2 separate regions of the Mus musculus genome follow, and region 1 is linked to region 2. Evidence: chromatin contacts called from public Hi-C data. All regions are on one chromosome and are shown on one strand. The core of a region is the stretch at or near the end of the contact, and the rest is flanking DNA. Distances in the headings are between cores, read along the strand shown.

Region 1 (6,358 bases), core at 2,594-5,093, 2.7 Mb after region 2:
CAGATATGAAAACCAGAGATTGAGTCACCAGACTTCATGTAAACAGCTGGGCAGAGTGGCACACCTTCACTCCCAGTGATAGCAATGTGGGAGACAGATACTTGGAAGTGGTGGGGGGTGGGAAGGTAGGAAGAGGACAGTTAGTATACTCTATGAGTTGAAGTTCCAGACCAGAGGCACCTATGGTCTGGCACCTAGGATTATCCTATAACAGTCTCAACCAAATGCACATCTACTCATGCATGCATAGTCATGCATGCATGGAAAACATACACACACAGGTGACAAGTGGAAATTTATTACAAAATAATGTGTTCTTTGATTTACATGATTTTTACTTGTTAATTAAATCTTAGAACAGCAGGGAAAAAAACTAAATATCAGGCACACATACACAAATTCATCCTCTGAGCCACTGATAATTTCTAACCTTTCTTATTCTTTAATTTTACATTTCTGTTTTATTGCCTCAAAAAAGCAAGGTACTTGGAGTGTGTGATCATTTTAGGTAACCTTAAATTTAGTAAACATGAGCTCTGTCAGTACGTATTCCTATTATGTAAATATTTGTCTAATTAGAAAATAACTCATGAATCTCTGAAGAAACATTATATATTTTTTTCCAGACATGGTATCTCCCCAAATACAGATGACTGTAATTACTTTTTAAATCATACTCACTTTTACAAAACTGAGCAACTGGAGACCATACTAAATCCTCAAGGCAAGTTGCTTTTCCTGGGAGTGGAGGTTGTTTTCGAAATCCTGGCCGACACTCATATTCCACAATAGTACCAACTGGGAAAAAATTCATGTTGAGGTACTCTTTTTTGAGGGATGCAAAACTCAGTCTTTCTGGAGCAACACATGATTCTAAAAGAGTTAACATGGCAACAGAGAAATAGGAATGTGAACTTAGTTTATAATCCAGGCAATCTAATAGCTAGTCGTTAATCCACCCTTTTCCCATCAACTATTTGCTTTGCATGGATCTCTATGTCTTTATATATTAATTTTTAAATAAATATGACTGTGGTATTCGTAGTTCATCAAGTGTAATCACATTCATACCTTCATTTTTCAATGACTAGGAGTCTGTGAAGTTTTCACACACCAGTGCCAATAACAATAGAATTTACTGAATATTTGTAAATGTTTTATACATACTTACTCATTGAACCTCACACTGCCCCTGGTAAAAAGAGTCAGATGAACCAGCCATGTACATAAAGTATATCATGTGTGAACAGCTGAGCAAATGAGCTCTAGAGGGGCAAGGAGTACAGCAAGAAAGTGTTGCTCATTAGCTCAGTGATCAAGCTTGGAGCCAGGCTCTTTGGCTTAAGAGGTATAGGTCTGGCCTACATTATCCATCTTCTGGTAGAAGGATTCTTTAACTCTGAAATTGAGAGAAGAGTCCCTCATGAGGTTGCTTGAAGGATTAGATGCATCAATACTGTTGAACCGTTACAAACTTTTCATACCTGTGGTGAGAGTTTAGGGGCTATTTTTTGCCTTGTATAAGGGCTGAAAATGCAAATGAGAAGATGGATCTAGTGTGTTTTCAAAAATTAATTTTGAATGATTCTGGATTTAATACAGAGACACCTGATTCAGGTCATTCAAAGTCAGCAATCAAGTCTTGCTTTTATCTTTACTTTTGTGTGGTCAGTCATTCACTATATAGCAATATTCTGACCCATGATGGGCCCCATAGACAAATGTGGGGCCTGCAGGAATGCAATGGAACTGAAATATTCCTGTTGCCTAGCAACATCATGGCCATCCTAATGTAAAGTAACTCCTTGCTAACAAGTTTGCCCTGGTGCTGGGGTAGCAACCATAGTACATGAAAATCATGAGGAGTATAGCACATACAATCACATGGAGTAGATAGCATTTGATAAGTCTGTGTGTTGCCAGCTCATGTGCTTATCATACTATACGTGTTATTTTTGTTAGAAATAATAATTTCTAACAAAAATTTTAATAATAATTTGTAGAAAGAAAGAAAAGAAAGAAAGAGAGAGAGAGAGAGAGAGAGAAAGAAAGAAAGAAAGAAAGAAAAGAAAAGAAAAGAAAAGAAAAGAAAAGAAAAGAAAAGAAAAGAAAAGAAAAAAAAGAAAAGCAAGTATCATGGCTTATAATTCAAGCTACTTGAGTGGCTGAGGCAGGAGGATTTTGATCCCAGGAGTTGAGACCAGACTGAGCAACATACAGTAATCTAATGTTGATTTTTTAAAAGAAAATTAGCATAGCCGTGGTGCACAATGTATATACAGCATAAATAGCAGACAGTAATGCCTTAAGCCTGGAGAACCTTCCTCTCTTTCTGGCTAATGTGTTCTAACTGCCAACAGTAGTTAGTAGACTTACATGCTATAGAGGTTTATAAGAAAAGAACAAAGCCATGGGTTTCATAGAGAACCCTGGTCAGTACACATACCGTCTAGTATAATGTTCAGATGATATGCCAGAACAACCTAAAACTATATCTTAAAGATAACATAGGGCTATATGTACAACAGATTTTTTTTTTTTGAAGTAAGACCTCAAAATGTCTCCCAAGACTTGTATCCATTACTTAACAAAATAGAGTTGAACAAGACAGATCACCAGGGTGTGTGTCTCAGGGTAATTGCCAAATATATTCACATATAATTTACTCCCTAAACAGTACCTATCATTTTTTTTCTCTACTAGCCTGTACAATAGAAAGAAAAACTCTTAATGAAGAAGCAGGACTTGCCATAGGAAGTACCGCCTTCAATTAGCTCGAGTGTAAACTGCCAACATGTATACCCTGGGGTTTAATAATGCTAGAAAACTATCAATTACCAGTCACTCCAAAGAGGCATAAAAATAACCTCAACGAGATCCACATTCCCAAAACTTTTCAGAAAGAGAAATGAAGAACTTACTCTCACAGAATGTTTCGTGGCTCGACCATTGGCCATTTTCAAGACAGACAACTATGTTTGACTTGTCTGGAACTTGTTTAAAGCCGTTATTACACGAGTATGCCACTTTGCTTTGCTCAGCAAACTTGGAGTGTCTGCCCAAGATTGGCCTGGCATTAGGAATGTCTGGAGGTGGGCCGCAGTCTCCTAGGAAGAAAAGAGCAGGTGTAAAACTGAAGTTGGCAAGGAGCTTTCTTTCCCCAGACCTGGAACAAGAGAAGCAGCAATGGCTCTTACCTTCCTGCCAGGGCTGAACTTGCCCCTCAGGAACTTGGAATGCTTGGACTCTCGTGAACACAAGACAAAAACTAAGTAGGGAGTAAATTCCCACCCGCCTTGAGTCGTTCAGAATCTACTTAATATCCACAGGAACACTGCAGCGAGCAAGGCGCGAGATAAGACACCCGGTAGCTGCTCGCGACCAGTCTCTCACCGGCGCAGGTGGCCAGCCATCTAGCTTCCACCTTAAGAATAAAAGAGCCAGGAGCAGGGTTGGAGATTCGCACTCAACCCTCCCTTTTGGTGTTGCCACGGTCTCTGATCGCGGAGGGGATCCAGTCACAGCCCAGATAGCCCAGCATTCCACCCCCATCCCTCCCGCTGGCCGCCGGCACCCAGCAGCGGAGCCCCCAGTTACTGGGACACAATGTCTGCTGAGCATGCGCCCCCTGGCGGGCAGCCAGCCGGTCGTCGCGCATTGGCCACTCACCGCGTACAGTTGGGGACAGCAGCAACAGAGACAGCGACAGCAACGGCAGCAGCGGAGGCGGCGGTGATGGCCGAGTCCTAGGCGCCCGCCCACGGATCATAGCCCCAGGTAGAAGAGACCTTGCCCGGCTGCGGCTGGAGCTGTTTTGAGCCGCAGTTAATTGAGCAGCTGTGGCGGGGCGGGGCAGGGCCCTCGTCACCCTGGGTGGGGCAGCCTGCGTGCAAGAGGGCGTTCCCTCATTAATGAGGGCGGGTGCCTGGCCTCTAGCTTCACCCAGGGGACCTAGTTGTCCGGCGGGAGTGGGGTCTGGGGTCTGGGGGAGTACCTTCTAAAGGAGGGCGCTTCACTCCCCCAGTACTCTGTGTCAGCACTCTGCTCCAGCAGAAAGCTACCCACACTCCCAACTCTGGTGTGCTGAGTGCTTGCAAAGGGAAGGGTAGGCGCGGTGGAATTCCTGAGCCAGAGGGAGCTGAGAAATAGGGAAACACCCAGGACCCCTGTGGCTTCAGCTGGAAGATGTCAGATGGGAGGGTGGGAGCTGCTGACCAAGAGTGTGTCTCCTAGGTCTCACCATGGTGTCAAAACAGAAAATAGGATAGGATCCAAGAAAACAGGGAGGGATCAGCCTGCCAGAACCGGTCACAAACAATATGCAGAGATCTAGGGAGCTTGGCTGAGGTTTTTCAGACCCTATCTGGGTGAGGAGTCACCTTCTTAGCCCTGGTTATAGATATGGACCAAGGATACCACCTGAATTCGACTTTGGGATTATTTCAGTCCTGCTATGAAATAGAATTCAGGAATAAATAGTAGAGCTTAAGAAAAAGATTTATTTCGTGGTGTGAAGAACAGTGACAAACAAAGCGATCCACACATTGGAATCACACCAGAGCATTAAATTAATTAATTGAAAAAGAAAAGGAAAGAAAAGAATGCAGAAGGTGAAGCTGTGCATGGAATAAACTGAACCTCTCTTGAGGACAGCACTAGGAATTAGGATTATTTGGTATTGGCTGGTCACTGTGCAACCCGGTTTATGAAGCCCCACATGCGTGTGATATCCAGAGTAAAGAGCCATGTACCACACCATGTGTCTCCTGCAAATCCCCACCGGGAGGGTCGAGGTGGGAGGAAGCAGAGGTAAGTTGCCACAGGCCCTCATGTAAAAAGCCCCAAAGTGCTCCCCTTTGTGTGTCTGGGTCTGGTTAGCAGTGTCCCACTATGAATTCCCTTTTTATATAGGTGTTTTACCCAACTGGTGAAATCCCTCACCAGAAACTCAGCCTTCAATGGTAGACCAGTTGTGGGAGTGTTTGTCATATACTGATAACCATTCCTAAAGTTTTCTTGTGGTTCCTTATTGGTTAGTGTGAGCTTTTGAAGAGCAAACTGGTTTTTAACAAGTGTTTTCTTCTGATTCTTGCTTACTTAGTTACCCAAGCACCGTGTTTTCCTGTTGCCGAGATTACAGGAAAGGGTTGCTTTATAGGTGTTTGTTGAAATCTAACAGTATTTAAGGGTTCTGGAGTTGACATCATACCCTAGCGACTCATGCCTGTAAACTTGGAAGGTAGAGCAAGAGGTTTTGGGTTAAAGGCTAGCCTGGGTTTTGAAGTTCCAAGTTAACTTGGCCTCAATAGGGCCATTTCTTAAAAACATCCTGAAGTTTAAGTCTCACAAGGGTAGAGTGTTTCATAACTATCAAGTGTGTTTCTTCTCATAGTTGTTAAAAACTTGACCCTTCCTTCCTTATGTGCCACTTGCATGTCAGGGCCCAGCAGTGACAGAAGTGGTGTCACATGGACCTTCATTTATTCCCTGAGAGCTCTCTGTGACCTCATTCACTACTTTTTTCTGCCCTGCTGTAGTTAGCTGAGTCAAAATCAGATAGGGAGCACTCATAAACCCTTGAAAGAGTTCTCTACATGTGTGTTAAATAAAGATCATAGCTTTATAGCTAGATAGAACAGTGAGCCCAGCCAAGTGTCCAAAACTATCTTATTGTCCAGGCAGTGGTTGCACACGCCTTTAATCCTACCCCTTGGGAGGCAGAGGCAGGCGGATTTCTGAGTTCCAGGCCAGGCTGGTCTACAGAGTGAGTTCGAGGACATCCAAGGCTACATAGAGAAACCCTGTCTGTAAAAACAACAAACAAACAAAAAAACAAAACAAACAAACAAACAAAAACCTATCTTATCGCCCAATTTTGGAACACCAATTGGTCTAAGCTGTCACTTTCTAAAGTATTTTATTTTCAGTAATAAGTTTTTTCCAAAGAAATGAGTTTAAGAATTAATGGGTGGACACTTACGTAATGCTTGCCACCACCCAAATATTTACAATACCCAGGAGGGAAAGATTTAACAACACCACATGATGCATTTACTTAATTTTTAAAAAGGTGTGGATTAAAATATGAACATTACTAAGAAAAAAAAAAACAAAACTTCAAGCTGATAACTTAGGGTATTTTATTTTACGTGCTGGCTGTGCTGGCGAGTTTTGTGTCAACTTGACACACCTGGAGTTATCACTGAGAAAGTAGTTTCAGTTGGGGAAATGCATCCACCTCCAAGAGATCCAGCTGTAAGGCATTTTCTCAATTAGTGATCAAGAGGGGAGGTCCTGCTTGAGTTCCAGTCCTGACTTCCTTGGTGATGAACAGCAGTTTGGAAGTGTAAGCTGAATA
Region 2 (5,674 bases), core at 660-3,159:
CTGCCGCAACATGCACAACTGAAGAAAACAGAAAGGACAGATCTGCTTACTGTGTGTTTCTTTTGTATTGTATTATATAAGACACTTCGTACAATATTGAAAGGAGTCAACAGAGAGGGCACAGACTTGCCTTGTCCTTAATCTTATATGGAAGCCACCTTAACATCAAGTGCCATGCTGGCTGTTGTCTTCTGTAGATGTTATAAAGTTGAAAAGCTCTCCTCCATTTCTACTTTTCTCTTTTTTATCATTAGGACTGAGTGTTGTAGAAAGGCACTTATAGAATGTTACTTTAAATCAATCTAGGAACATCTAGGTAACAAGATGAGAGATCTTGTTATATCTATAACAAGGTATTATTTAGGTGGCTGTTCACAATAACCACCTACAATAATCAAAACACTAGCATAGCACAATAGAGCAGGCAGTAGGCTGAGGCAGGAACCCCCAAATCCTGACAAATGAAAGCCTCAAGTTTTAATCACAAACACACTAGCCCTTTTATTTATTTTCATTTTAAGGAATTTTTAGATAGGGTCATTTTCTTTACAGCTGTTTATTGTGCATGAGTGTGCACACGCATGTGTGCCACTGAGCACGTGTGAAGGTTAGAGGACAATTTGTAGCATTTGGGTCTTTCCCTCTACCATATAGGTGGGGAGTGAACTCAAGTTGTCCGGCTTGGCAGCGTTGCCTTTAGCTGGTCGGCCATTTCAACAGCCCTCGTTGGCTTTTTAAAAGCCAGTTTTCGATAACTGACTGCAGTCTTCAGAAAATACTTAAAAACTAAAGTGTAATTTGGTCATATACAATAGGCATTAACTCAGAGGCAGATAACATGTAAACAAATGAGTGGTGCTTCCTTACAAAAAGATGGAAATAAATCATCAGTTATAAGAGACCTTACTTTATAAAATCCTAAACAATTTTTTTCTTAGCTTCTCTTGCACTCATTTGTTAGACTGTTGGCCTAGTATGCCTAAGGCCCTCTGCTCCAGCACTTCAACCAAGATGCGGCACACCAGCCTATAATCCCTGCACTTTGTTTCTGGACAACCTGAGTTACAGCGTTCTGCTTCTCCCCAACCATCCCCCAATCTCAACCCGCAGAAACCACACAGACCTTCAAAACCATACACCCCATCTGGATGGAAGGCCTAGAGAGTCATGACCTCCAATTATTAACTTCATATTGTTTGACAGGTAACTTAATAAGAAAGATATCTGCAGAGTGATGCCACTGGCCTTGTAATCCCAGCACTTCCGAGGGGGAAGCAAGAGGACAGTAAATCCAAGGTCATTCTTGGCTACAAGAGTGAACACAAAGCCAGTCTGGGACACATGGCACATCGTTTTAAAACAACCCATACCCCTTGAGTGGCTTTAGGTTTAAAGTAACGTTTTAAAGGCGCATGCTCCCCAACATCTACTAGCGATTTAAAAAACAAAACCAAAAAACCCAGAAGACACTGTTAGTTCACTGCTAGAATTAGCGTTCTTTCCTAGCTAACTCCTCCGGAGGGTAGCCATTCGTGGACACAGGAGTCAACAAAGCTAAGAAAATACACCCACCAACATGTAAGAAAATGGAAGCTACAGCACGAAGCCGAGACTAGAAAAGCCTTTTCTGACTTTAACGCACCCGCAAACTCACAGACCACAAAATAAACCGTTTAGTTGAAAGCTAACGTCCAAGCCCTATTAGGCAGCCTCAGGACCTCTTCCCTGTTCGCCCCGCCCCTTCCCCTTAGCCCCTCCCAGATCCAGCATGCACCGCGTCGACCTTTTCTTTCCGAGTGACCCCCACTTTACGGCGTCTCCCAATGACAAGAGGCGCAGAGCATTGTGGTCCCGCGGGTCCGAGAGAGAGAAAGGGGAGGGAGGCCGGAAAGAGAAAGCAAAAGACCAGCGCGAGCCGGCAGGGCGGGTCCCTGCGCGTGCGCGTGGGTAGCAGCAGGCCCGGAAAAGGCGTGGCCCACCCTACGGAGAGCACATTGGGGCGGGGCCTCGACACATTGGCGCGGAGTCCCGGAGGCAGGCGGGGAGGGGGCGGGCTCAGGGCGCGGGCGGAGGAGGAAGTGTCATGGCGTCGGGCCGTGGAGCTTCTTCTCGCTGGTTCTTTACTCGGGAACAGCTGGAGAACACGCCGAGCCGCCGCTGCGGAGTGGAAGCGGATGAAGAGCTGTCGCATCGCCAGCAGGCGGCCAACCTCATCCAGGACATGGGGCAACGTCTCAATGTGTATCCTTTTTCTAGTTGCGGCCCTGCGTCCCACACGCCCTGGTCGCGCTCGCCGGGTGACCGGGCCTAGTGTCCCGGGAACATGGCGCCGCTCCCTTTGCCGTCTTTTGATCTCGGGAAAGACACAGAGAAAGCTAGGGCCCGAGCTGCCGTGGCGAGCCGGAGAAAGAGGAGATGTGCCGGGGAAGGCGGGCCGGGAGCCCGCGTTGTATAACCTGTGTTTGGGAGCGCGTGATGCGGGAGGGAATAGCAGTGCTTCCCTGGCGAGAGAGGAGGAATCCGGGATGAGCAAAGCCAAGGGGCGGCCCCTTCCACTTTCGGAAGTCAGAAAAGGCCTTGAGACGTAGAGAGGTCGCAGATGTTCCACGGAAAGTGTTTTCCGAGGCTTCCGTGCCGGCTCCAGGGCGGCTCTGTTGCGCCGGGGGAACGCACGTAGATGTTTCATGTTCTTTGGGTGTGTGGCGCGCGCCTTTCGACTACTTTATTTCTACTGTACTAAGCTGTAACCTAATTGCAAATAATTCCTGGGCTCTCCCTACGTAGCGTATTAGAATAATTTGGCATCCAGACTGATTTCTCTTCTCCCCGCAGACTTTCTGCATACTTTCAGGTTGAGGATTGGATTTGAGTAAATGGAAAGGGGATTTTTCCATTCAAATTGATTTAGTTTTTGGAAACATTTTGCTTAGATTATTTTCTAAACGTTGCATCCCAGCTCTCAGCTTACAATAAACACTGCGATTGTTTATATGCACAGGTTTTATATGCACCATTCCTTCACCAAATTCAACAGAAATGTAAGTACTGTTTTATTGTTTTAGACGCCGAATGTTAAAATGAGTAGATAATGCGAAAACAAGTTAGTTGATCGTTGTTTTTACTTATAAATTGAGCGTTCTACGTTTACTATAAATGTGAGTTATGCAATAAACGTTTTGCCTCGTGCAGAGGAGTGTGTGTGAGAGAGAATTTTATTAATTAAGCTGTAAAGCACAGTGTTAGCCTTTTGTTGTTGGATTTGTTGGGGAGGGGGGTGTTGTTTTGTTTTGAGACAGGGTCTCACTTGTAAGTCTGGCTGTCCTGGACCTAAATATGTAGACCAGGCTGGCCTTGAACTCAAAAGAGATATCTACTACCTCTGACTCCCCAGTGCTTGGGATTAAGTAATGTGCCACCAAGCCTGGCGGAGAAACAAACAAAATGTTTCTTAACTCAAAAAGCGATAGTGTTTTGCTCATGTAAAATTTGCAGTTGGGGTGATTTATATTAGAATAATTTAAGTACTCAAAACAGAATAGTTTGTTTGGGCAAGTGTAGTCCTTGGGAAGGATACATTTAATTGTGTAGGGTTCTTTGTTTCAAATGGTATGAATTGAGTCTTGCTTTGAAGTAATACTTTAATTTCTCTTTATAATTTGCCTTTTATTAGAATTTTTATAGTGTTATTCTGAAAGGCACATGTAGGACTAGGCCATGTAAGGACTTAATGTTCTTTGTGGATAGTTTGTGGAGTTTAGGCTCCCAATTGCTAAGGAAACAGTTTTAGAAAAGTTTCTTACATTTTTTGCTTTTGAAATGGCAGAAATGTTATAGTTTAGATTAATTCCTGCTTTAAATTCAGTTGATCTTAAGTCTAACCTGGTTTATCAAATTTGCAAGTTGTTTTTGTCTGAGACAGTGGTTTGTTTTTGTTTTTTTTTTTTGTTTTTTTATAACTGTGGGTTTTGCAGTCCCTGTTCTTTTAATCTGTTTTAATCTGTTTTGAGTCTTGCTCTTTCTGGATTATTTTGTATCATTCTTAGGTCAATAGTGGTGTTGTAGAGAAGAAAAGAACCTATTTATAATGCTTATGCTAAGAGAATCCAGTTTTAATTTCAGTTCTCTAAAAGTAGCAGTGAATTAGTGAGCACTAAGTAACCTTGGCTTTTTCACAGTAGTCCTGGATCATGCTGGTAGAAAGTACAAGTCAAAATCGTTGTGGAAATTCTTTGCAGAGCCGTAGATGTCCTATTTTTGCGAATGGGTTTGCTTTTCTATTTTCAGTATAAGATCTCGCCACATGCCTTGCTTTTTAAGCCCTTCCTTTATTTGTTTTTGTGTCCTGGTTTGTTTGCTTTAAGCAAACATCCTTCTCAATGGTAGAATCTGTCTCTTCAAATTTGCCTAGTTAGCACAGGGCACTTGCATGAAACACTTGGACTTACAGTCGTCTAAAAGTTTGTTTGCCTTCCGCATAGGAAGGAGGCTTGAGTGCTTAGTCTTTCCTAGCAGGGTAATTATCTGTTTGGGGAAACAACATCATCCCTCTCACCTCAATGTCTTTCTGGCCTGTTTTGGCAGCTTAAAGGTGGTTTTAAATACTGTATCAGTAGCATAGCCTCAGTAGTACTTCCCACACACCTGATCCTTCAGTGATGATCTCAGATTGAACATCGGTCATGTTTAAATTCATATTTTCTTGCATTCTTGAGAATTTTTTTCTCAGATTATAATCAAGTGTCATTTTTTAAAAACCCTCAAGTATCATTTGATAAATTAAACCCAACAGAGTAAGAAGCTGAGATGCCAGAACAAACTGTAAGGTCTTAAACTGTCATGCATCCATGATGCTAAGGTATCCTTCAGTATTCAGTGCTTTGTTTTAGTGTCTCAGATTGACAGATTTAAAAGTAAAGAAGCATTTCTGTGCTTGTTTATTTAAGAGTTGGAGTCAATCTTCGCCTGTGTCTGTCACCGAGTAACTTGTTTTTCAGTTGTCAGTTTTCTTGGAGAGTCCAATCATTCTAAGGAATAGGTGACTGTATATAGCTTCAGAATAAAACTATCTTTAGGACTGGTAAATAAAGAATATCCTTCTTGGATCAAGTTTAAGAGAAATCTAGTGAGCTGGTGAGATGGCTTAGGAGGTGCTTGCTGCCAAGCCTAATAGCCTGAACTTGATCTGTGGGACACACAGTATAAGAATCTCAATCTCTCTCTCTCTCTCTCTCCCTCCCTCCCTCCCTCCCTGCCTGCCTGCCTGCCTCTCTCAAACACACAAAAATAAATATAAAAGCATGTTTTAAAGATTTATTTATTTATTTTATGTGTATAGGTGTTTTGGTTGCGTGTGTTTGTGATATATATATATATATTACTGTGTGCACACCTGTTCTCTGCAGAGGCCAGAAAAGGGCGTTAGATCCTCTGGAGCTGGAGTTATAGGTGGTGGTGAACCATCATTTGGGTGCTGGAGACTGAACCTGGGTCCTCTAGAAAAACAGCCATAACCACCAAGCCATTTCTCCAGCCCTATAACTTTTTTTTTTTTAAATCAGTTTAGGCCAAGTAGTGGCTGCACATATCTTTAATCCCAGCACTTGGGAGGTAGATGCAGATGGATCTCTGTGTTAGAGGACAGGCAGGGCTACACAGAGAAACTTGTCTTGAAAAA

Evidence for each region. Hi-C and Micro-C count contacts between places; a contact is called where the count stands out from the background.
Region 1: a contact with region 2 is called in a Hi-C map of B cells, with 5 read pairs. The contact joins the promoter of Cd55 here to the promoter of 2900009J06Rik in region 2. A contact is called at or near these places in 2 of 39 promoter capture datasets (embryonic stem cells and pre-B cells), 1 of 484 Hi-C or Micro-C datasets (B cells) and 1 of 9 other capture datasets (adipose tissue).

What each region holds. Positions count from the first base shown.
Region 1 is chr1:130,458,901-130,465,258 of GRCm38.p6, forward strand. It overlaps Cd55 (CD55 molecule, decay accelerating factor for complement), which reads right to left and starts at 3,844. Exons shown (of 10, transcript NM_010016.3): 1 at 3,670-3,844; 2 at 2,922-3,107; 3 at 682-873. The coding sequence starts at 3,769.
Region 2 is chr1:127,772,145-127,777,818 of GRCm38.p6, forward strand. It overlaps 2900009J06Rik (RIKEN cDNA 2900009J06 gene), which reads right to left and starts at 1,910. Exons shown (of 2, transcript NR_045298.1): 1 at 1,784-1,910. It overlaps Ccnt2 (cyclin T2), which reads left to right and starts at 2,020. Exons shown (of 9, transcript NM_028399.1): 1 at 2,020-2,241; 2 at 2,957-3,038. The coding sequence starts at 2,084.